2 separate regions of the Capsicum annuum genome follow, and region 2 is linked to region 1. The links are chromatin contacts, called in public Hi-C maps. All regions are on one chromosome and are shown on one strand. Each heading gives the region's core, a stretch centred on a gene start, on an enhancer-like site or on the middle of the called end of the contact. The rest is flanking DNA. Distances are from core to core; before and after follow the strand shown. Region 1 holds the start of LOC107878133 (chlorophyll a-b binding protein 5, chloroplastic). Region 2 holds the start of LOC124885802 (glycine-rich protein DOT1-like).

Region 1 (5,186 bases), core at 817-3,316:
GCTAATAGGAAATGAGAGGTTTCCGCTGTGGGTTGAACAGCCAAATTCAGTGACCCAAAACCCAACCAGGCAAATGCAGCCAGTCAGTGCCCCACTTCCCCTTTTTCTTATTGTTTTGTCGGTTTTTTCTCTTAATGGTCCAGATTGTTGTGAAGAAAGAACTATCGGATGAATATCCTCCTATTCTCAGTCGCTGTAAACGATTTCTTTTTCCAATAATGGTGCTGTTCGGGGCAGTTCGCAGACACATCAACTATTCCATCATTTCTCACTAGCACATACACCAATAGCTTTGCCTACTAAAGACTTAGGCAGATGAGAAGAAATCACCTAATATCTTCTTTGTCTCTGCTGGAATTTGAATCCTGGCCTCCAAGGTTTTCACCCAATTCATAGAATGCTAAGCCATGCCCTTGCGTGCCTCTGTTAACCATATTAACTGTGTGCTTCTTTGTCTCTGCTGGAATTTGAATCCTGGCCTCCAAAGTTTTCACCCAATTCATTGAATGCTAAGCCAGGCCCTTGCGTGCCTCTGTTAACCATATTAACTGTGTGCTTGATCACTTGTTCTCTCTCTCTCTCTCTCTCTCTCTCTCTGTGTATGCTCAGGCGTATCTTATTGTCAAGTTTACTTCTCTTGCAGGAAGAAATAATGAAACTCCTTCCTGACGGTGAAAGGCAAAATATTAGCCAGCGGCTTCTTCCTCCGGTGGACCTTATTGAATTGTGCCTTAAAATTCAGGATAGGGAGCTTTCATTGAGAGTTTTTGACATTTTTGCATGGACCAGCTCCTCTTTTATCAAGTCTAACGCAAGCCTCTTGGAGGATTGCTGGAGAAATGCCTCCAATCAAGACGACTGGGAGAGGCTGTATCAAGCATCAGTAGATGAGGGGTGGGGTGATGAGGAGACTTTGAGCATTCTAAAGGACACCATCCTTTTCCAGGCTTCCAGCAGGTGCTATGGCCCCAAAGCTGAAACTTTTGAGGGCAATTTCCAGGAAGCGCTGCCACTGAGGCCAGAAAATTCTGAGCAAGTGACGTTGAAGAACATGGGATCCTCGGTGGAAACAATCCTGATGCAGCACAAGGATTATCCTGAGGCCGGCAAGTTGATGCTGACAGCAGTTATGCTAGGAAGTGTTCACTCCAATACTATTAGTATTGTGGAAGAGGAGGAACCTACCCCAATGGAGTAATTGTCCTAGCATTCTGAATGATTGTGGGAAATTTGTGCTTACCCTGCATAATTTGAATGTTTCTTTGCTGGTTGAGCAGCTTGATCTGCAGTTTTTTAACACTGAAGATGAAATTGTATATGGCAGTCATGTTCATGTATCAGTGCTCGTTGTAGTTAAATCAATATAGGGTGAGTGCTTGGTGGTTCAATGACGTTGGTAGAATGATTGATGAGCAGTGTCAGAAGATTTTTGGTTCTTTTAAGAGTTCAAAAGTTCTCTGTCCACCAAGCAAAGGAGATTTCGCCTTGTAAATTTAGTTAAAATGTACTTATGATTTGCCTACTTTCCTAGCAGTCTGTTTTGCTGTCAGTCAGGTATACTGCGTGTTATCACATATCCAAGGTATTTTGACTTTGCCGATCATAACTACTTGTCAGGCATCTGAGTTTCAGAGAGTTCTACTGAGTTTTTCAAAAGGAAAAATAAACAGTGCATTTCGTATGGATTGTGTTGTTTGTACATCTATAGCAAAAAGAGTGCATTTCTTGACAGAATAACGCTATTCACACCTGATATGGGGCGTGATGGGAGAAGGATCAAAATTACCCCCACATATTCAAAATAAGAAAATGAATGAATAGGTTAAAAATCCTTAAACTATTATGATCGCTTGGTGGCCGGTTAGAAGGTAAATTATTCATGTATAAAGTTGATTTTAATATTTTTTTAATCTCTTGCGTTATCCTAAACGTCTTGCTACACCAAAATTACAACCTAATTCCATATCAGATTAATACCCACATAAAATAATTTCCATTTGCTGAGCTGGAAATTACAAGTTGTCACATTATCGATCGGTTCTTGTAAACTTGGTACATTTGTTTGCGAAAGATTCTTTTGAAATAATGACTGTTCGTCTGTGACCCACCGTAGAAAATTCTTGAGTGGCAAAACATATCTGAAACTGAGAGAAAATCTCACCTCAACGGATGTAGCAACGCCACGTGGCAGAACGGAGGCCTCTGTCTACCATATGAAAATCACAAGGGAAATCCAAATACATAACAAGAACCAATCAGCCATTGCTGAGTTGTACATCTTGTAATCCTCAAAAATCCATTAATTTGCATATATAGCCCCTAGTTCACTCTTCTTCCCTCTCATATCAGAAAGAAGAAGGTAGTAAAAGAAGAGCTTTTTTTCTCTCTATTAGCAAATTAAGGAAAATGGCCACATCTGCAATTCAACAATCAGCATTTGTTGGACAGGCAGTTGGTAAATCACAGAATGAGCTTGTTAAGAAAATTGGCAGCTTCAATGGAGGCCGTTTTACCATGAGGCGTACTGTCAAAAGTGCTCCTCAAAGCATCTGGTATTTCTTTAATTATAGTTCAAATCTAATTCTCCATTCATACCTTTTATACTAGTACTATTTTTTGATAATCTTCATGTTGTGTTACATGGTAAGAAGAAATCACCTGATATTTTTTGGAATTCGTGTGAAATTTCATGATTTTTAGTACATATTAAATTGAAGTGTCTATATACGCACATATCATATTATTTTCAAAAACACTATTATGTTTTCGATAGACACTCGGCTCAAGATAAAACAATAGATAGTAATGGAGGTACAAGAGTCAAACAGATAATAACAAAAAGAATGGTTACTACTTATACAAAAAATTAAGTCACATAAATGCATCAGTGTGTGACAACACTATTGCTTAACGAATTATAACCTTGACTTATCTTTCAAAATGACATCGCTGTACCCAAATATTCTTACAAAACAAGCTCTTGTATGACTTCTTCAGCAGGAAGCTCTACATCTGCCTCTTTCTTCAAAGATGTAACATCTTTATCTGCACTCCCACAAGGCACAATATGCTTACACTATTATGTAATCTGCAGTTAACACACAGAGAAGAGAAAAATATTTAATAACACCTGATTAATGATGAAATAGGTACGGAGAAGACCGCCCAAAGTACTTGGGCCCATTCTCTGAGCAAACCCCATCATACCTCACTGGTGAATTCCCAGGTGACTACGGATGGGACACTGCTGGACTCTCGGCTGATCCAGAGACGTTTGCCAGAAACCGTGAGCTTGAGGTGATCCACTGCCGTTGGGCCATGCTTGGTGCTTTGGGCTGTGTCTTCCCTGAAATACTTTCCAAGAACGGTGTCAAATTTGGTGAGGCTGTTTGGTTCAAAGCTGGATCCCAAATCTTCTCAGAAGGTGGACTTGACTACCTCGGCAACCCAAACCTTATCCACGCCCAAAGCATCCTCGCCATTTGGGCCTGCCAAGTTGTTCTCATGGGCTTTGTTGAAGGATACAGGGTTGGTGGAGGCCCACTTGGTGAGGGTCTTGACAAGATCTACCCAGGAGGTGCCTTTGACCCACTTGGTCTGGCTGATGATCCCGAGGCTTTTGCTGAATTGAAGGTCAAGGAAATCAAGAATGGACGCTTGGCAATGTTCTCCATGTTTGGATTCTTTGTTCAGGCCATTGTTACTGGAAAGGGCCCAATTGAGAACCTCTTTGACCACATTAATGACCCCGTCGCCAACAACGCTTGGGCTTACGCCACAAACTTTGTTCCCGGAAAGTGAAGTAATTAGGGCTATCTAATCTGTAAACTTTGGGCTAATGAAGTTTTATGCTTGTCAAAGATTGCCTTGTACCTTGATGCTCTATTTAACATGCTCTGATATTTACCAACATATAGTAATGTTTCTCACTGTTCTAGTTTTGTTTTTTGTACCCCTAAATATAATCTTCCCTTTTAGTTATCACATTTTGGTTACTGATTTGTCCACTAGCTTCCAAAGCTAGATTAGAAACCTTCTTTCAATATTCTCACCAATGGGAGTCGATCAGAAATGCCATAATGTGTTAATATGGTATATGTCAAATTCAAATAAAAATATTGAATTTGTATTAGTGAAAGGATGTATGTAGGATTGCGAAATATCATCCACTCAATCAAAGGTCTCAGATTTTGAACCACAATGCAGAATTACTTTTGATAAAGAACATATTTCCCCGTGTGTTCAAGTTAATCTATAAATTTTGGATGAACCCTCTCCCTAAAAGAAGAAAGAAGAAAATAAATGATTGGTTAAATAATCTTCTATAACCAGTTTAAATAGAAAAAAAAGATTATTATATAACTAATACTAAAAACACTTATAATTAACGATTCGTAAAATGGAAGTCCCAAATTGATTTAGTACATTGGTTCACTTCTCCTTTCCATGCCTTATCCCTGATCAAGGGAGTAAACTATGGCTAAAACATTGATGGTCCATTCAATTCACCTAAAATTTTACGGTTTTGCACAAGATAATTTTGTATGTGGATGATGTTTAGCTCAACCCATTTAAACTCTCTCCAAGTTATTCCAAGGAATGTTTATATTTTAGACTGTTTTTTAATTTTTGCTCTTCAACATTTTGTGTATTAAAAAACAGTGACTTGACATTAACAGTGATAAAAAGGTGACTAAATTTTTGCCCTTCAACACTTATAAGACATAAGGCATAAGAGTTCAAAACTGATAACTTATGTCTTACAAGACATAAATTTAGTTTTAGAATCAACAAAGCTATGTCTAAAGCTACATAATTTATTCGAGTTAATATTTCAAAAGATAATTGAATTATTAAAAATTATCTGCTTTCTATCAAAAGTATCACTCAACTTTAATTTTTATTTTCTAAAAGTCACCAAACTACATTTATCATTTAAAAGGAAATAATATGACAAATAACTTATTTATTGCCATGTAAATATGGACCCTACATTAAAAAAAATTATTTCTTTTCATTTCTATACCTCATCCAGACTACAATTGGATTTTAGGACCTAAAAACATATTTTCCAAGCTCGATTTACCGCTTCTTCTGAAATTAGAGTGAAATTATTATCTATAAATTAGTTCCTCCGTTCATTCTTACTTATTATTTATTTTTAAAATAAATTTTCATTACAATTT
Region 2 (4,842 bases), core at 1,358-3,857, 130 kb before region 1:
AAAGTCAATAAAATAATAGATCAAATAAATATAACCGAATTTATTTTTTATAGTAATTTTTTTATTTCTTTTTGGTGTTTTTAGACTAGACACCAATGACAAGTACAAAGCTTGAATGCATTTTTTGTGTATGCTACGAATGTGTTTGATAATGAAATCCAAAAAAAAATATTATTTTTCAAGAAAATAAATTGTTTCTTACTTATTTTCTTGTGTTCGTAACACACAAAAAAATTTTAATTTTTTTTTTGTATATATTTAACATAAAGTAATAAAGACAAATATGATAAAGGGTGGCGGGGTTAAAAAATATTTTTTTAAAGAAATATTTAGGGGTGAGGTTAGTGGAGTAGGGGGTGGGGGTAAAAAAAAGTTTTAATTTTTTTAAAAAAAATTTATTAATTCTTTTTTTTGTGTGTGGTATTGGGGGGGAGGGGGAAGATGGTAGGGGGTGGGGGTGGTAAGAAAATTTTCTTGAAAGTTTTAAAAAATAAATTTTAAAATATAAAAGAAATTGGTGAAGGAATGAGGGCTAGTAGGTGATGGGGGTGGGTTGGGTAAGAACAAGTTTTTAAAATATTAATTAAAAAAAAATTGGGTGGGGGTTTGGTGGGCGTGGGGTGGGGTGAGGCTGGTGGAGTGAGAGGTCGGAGTAGGAGATGGAGTTAAATAATATAAGATGAAGGGAAAAATAAGATTATTGAATATTAAGTAAGGGTATAATTGGGAAAAAAATAAGCAAACCATGGGATACCACCAAATCGGTGATTACAGGGATTTTCATGGTTATCAAACCATGAGATTAAATCATGTCATATCATATATTTTAAGAAACAATCAAAACAAACATGATTTTCTTAATAACTATACTATATCATACCATGGCAAACCACCATTCAAACAGAGAGTTTAGTGTTTCAATTGTGGTTGGTATTGTTGTAGCATTGAAAATTCTCATGTTAAGGATCAATTTGTATGAGAAATAAAGGATATAAATGTAGTGGTTGTATAACAAGATACTTTGTAGAATAAGGACATCGGGTGAGTCACATATTGAGCATTTACTGCTTTCAAATTTTTGAAATTAAATTTATACTTTATCGACTTATTTTATATCATGATCTGGGCGTTAAAAATCAGCGAGGTTTACTCTTTCTTTAGATGCTCATGGAACTGCTTGTTAATGGTTTACTTGATTACTTCTTGGGAATGTGAATTTTTTTTTAAATATGCCTATATTTATTATTTTTTCCTTTATTGATTTAGTTCTCTCAATGGATACCGAGATTCATATTAGAAATAGAAATATAGTAATTCAAACTATAAGACATAAGAGTAATTCAAATTGATCAGACCAAATAAGTTAGTAATATCCAACTTTGGCTTTTAACTCATTTTTGTATTTTTTTTCCAGCCTAAAAGAAAGCTTCCCAAACAACTCCAAAAATAAAAAAGAGTTTAAAAGTCAAAACTACATAAAATAAGTCGATCCAAATACCCTCTTAGCAAATAAATGGAATTGGATGCTATGTAATCTCAATATGGAGTTAATATTCACATATATCAAAATAATATTGTAGATTAATCTCCTAATCACATTAAATTTTTTATATGCAATATCTTACATTTCTACGAGAATATTAAACAGTTTGAATTCATAACCTTGTTATGCTGCAACAATTCTTATCACTATGCGATTAGAATCCCTTCTAATACTTATACAATAATTTTATTCGGAATAAAATAAATTTCTTTTTTTCGGGAAGAACTTCTATAATTTTTTTTTTATATATATATATTGTAGATTTTATGTAAGCTGAGTTGAACTATTATACTCATTAACCTATTTTTCAGGTACTGGATATTTCATCTTACTTGTACAGCAGTACTAATCCTTAATGGCTACTAAATCATACTAGTGTGAAGTGTCTAATAGAACATGTACGTTTTTCTCACACAATTAATTACCATAACGTTAGTCTTGATCTTAATTCTTCTTGACCACATTAACAATGTATGTTACTCTTACCACTAATCAATAGTATTTAAATCCTCCTAAACATCTCATATTATTCATCGAAGTGCTTAGCTGTTCTCTCAGGTCACTTGAGCTCAAAACACATACGAGTGTAAGAGCCAAGTAAGAAGCCATTCTCATTTTAATTTCTTGTTAATTCTACACAATCACATTTTTAATTAATTCTTATATTGTGCTAACGATAGATAGAGTTTAGACAGTTAAATTTTCCAATAAAAAAAAAAAACAGAATTTTGTGGCTTTTTCCAAATATTTGTAATAGTACTTACTAACGAGGCTTGCGACTTTTTGGTGCAGCGTTAACAAGAAATGAGATGATGAGTAGCAGGTTGATTCTTTTGTTTGCTGTGTGTGTTTTCGTGCAAGCGACATATGCAAGGAACCTTTTTCAGTTTCCAGCCCTGAACATCCCTCCCTGGCATCAGCGGAGTAGAACAAATTATTGGTGGTAGTGTTGGCAGCGGTGGAGGGGGAGGAGGAGGAGGTGGTGGCGGTGGCGGTGACGGATGAGGTGAGAATAGTGGATCTGGTGGGGGATTAGGCGGTGGTTTTGGTAGTGGTGGTAGCGATGGAGGAGGTGGTGGCGGAGGATGGTGGATTTGGTTGGGGAATTGGAGGTGGCTATGGTGCTGGAGGTAGTGACGGAGGAAGTGGTGGTGGAGGAGGAGGAAGAGGTGCGAATGGTGGATTTGGCTGGGGAATAGGAGGCGGCTATGGGGGTGGATTAGGTAGCAATGGAGGAGGTAGTACTGGCGGAGGTGGAGGAGGAGGAGGAGGCGAAGATGGCAGTAGTGGATTTGGTGTGGGAGCAGGGGAAGGCCATGGAGATGTGGAGGCAATTAATCCAATTGAAGTTTAAATAAAGTTCTTTTTATAGGCTCCCGGTTTAGCATCATTTTCACCGAATGTTTTTCACCAGTATAGAGTACAGAAATAAAGCCAATTATCATTAAATCATATTCTTTCATGATGCCTTTTTCATCAAATAAATCGTGATTCATAATTTTGTGGCTATTAAGTTTGAGAGTTGTTAGTGGAGTTATTTTACTACTATATACAAGGGAGGATTTCCTTTTTTTTTGGTAGTCCTCCCAAAATTTTTAATGTAATTAAATAGTTACATATGTTTATTTATTTTGCATATATGTTACATTTGTCTTCATTTATTTTTTTATGATATTTTTATTTGAGACTTTGTAATTGAACTATACATAGTATTTTTTTTTAATATAAATCTCTTCTTATTTCTTATTAGATTACTTATTCCTTTTTACTTATTTCTAATATTAAAAATTAATTATTTTTCTTTCTTATTTATTTTAGTAAATCACGAAAGATTTATAACTTTTTTCACATTATTATTACTATTTTATTATTATTATTACGGAAAAGGCTGAAAAATATTCCTGAACTATCTGAAATAGCTCAAAAATGCCCCTCGTTAGATTTTTAGCTCAAAAATACCTCTCCAGTAAATATTTGGCTCAAAAATACCCCTCCCTCTAATGGATTTCGGAAAAGGATCAAAAATACCCCTGAACTATCTGAAATGGGTCAAAAATATCCCTTTGTTAAATATTTGGCTCAAAAATACCCCTCCCTTTAACGAAATTAAATTATTTCGATTGAATTAAACCCTAACTTTAACTTTTTAACCCCAATACATTAATTTTTTTACATAAAAATATTTTTTCAATTTAAAAAATAAGATAATGGAAAAAAGTATTTGAATTATAATATAAATTGATTAAATTTGATTTGAAAAATAAACATACATTTATACTAAAAAGGTATTTTCACTTTACATCTTTTTAATCTTTAAAGCAATTAACGAAATATAAATAAATGAAATATAAATTTTCACTTAAAGAAATTAACGAAATAAAAATTAAATGATGAACTTTATATAAATTAACAAAATAATCGAAATAATTTAATTTCATTAGATGCCCCTCTGTTAAATATTTGGCTCAAAAATACCCCTCCCCTTAACGAAATTAAATTATTTCGATTGAATTAAACCCTAACTTTAACTTTTTAATCCTAATACTTTAATTTTTTTAAATAAAAGTATTTTTTTAATTTTAAAATAAGATAATAAAAAAAATTATTTGAATTATAATATAAATTGGTTGAATTTGATTTGGAAAATAAACATACATTTATTCTAAAAAGGTATTTTCACTTTACATCTTTTTAATCTTTAAAGAAATTAACGAAATATAAATTTTCACTTACAAAAATTACCAAAATATAAATTAAATGATAAACTTTATATAAATTAACGAAATAATCGGAATAATTTAATTTCGTTAAATACCCCTCTGTTAAATATTTGGCTAAAAAATACTCCTCTCCTTAACGAAATTAAATTATTTCGATTGAATTAAACCCTAACTTTAACTTTTTAACCTAATACTTTAATTTATTTTACATAAAAGTATTTTTTTAATTTTAAAAATAAGATAATGAAAAAAAGTATTTGAATTATAATATAAATTGGTTGAATTTGATTTGGAAAATAAACATACATTTATTCTAAAAAGACATTTTCACTTTACATCTTTTTAAACTTTAAAGAAATTAACGAAATATAAATTAACTAAATTAACGAAATATAAATTTTCACTTAATGAAATTGACGAAATATAAATTAAATGATGAACTTTATATAAATTAACGAAAAAATTAAAATAATTTAATTTCGTTAAGGGAGGGATATTTTTGAGCCAAATATTTAACATAGGAGTATTTTTGACCCATTTCAGATAGTTTAGGGGTATTTTTGATCCTTTTCCGAATTC

The links. A called contact is a pair of places that touch in the nucleus more often than the background predicts.
Region 2: a Hi-C map of leaf shows a contact between it and region 1, with 2.2 times the contacts expected there. The contact joins the promoter of LOC124885802 here to the promoter of LOC107878133 in region 1. A contact is called at or near these places in 4 of 5 Hi-C or Micro-C datasets (bud, leaf and placenta).

The regions. Positions count from the first base shown.
Region 1 is chr7:162,790,658-162,795,843 of UCD10Xv1.1, reverse strand. It overlaps LOC107878133 (chlorophyll a-b binding protein 5, chloroplastic), which reads left to right and starts at 2,066. Exons shown (of 2, transcript XM_016725034.2): 1 at 2,066-2,552; 2 at 3,150-3,912. The coding sequence starts at 2,407. The coding sequence ends at 3,801. LOC107878131 (nuclear pore complex protein NUP133) reads left to right here. Exons shown (of 8, transcript XM_016725031.2): 8 at 644-1,603. The coding sequence ends at 1,198.
Region 2 is chr7:162,924,543-162,929,384 of UCD10Xv1.1, reverse strand. It overlaps LOC124885802 (glycine-rich protein DOT1-like), which reads left to right and starts at 2,607. Exons shown (of 1, transcript XM_047394046.1): 1 at 2,607-2,897. The coding sequence starts at 2,607. The coding sequence ends at 2,897.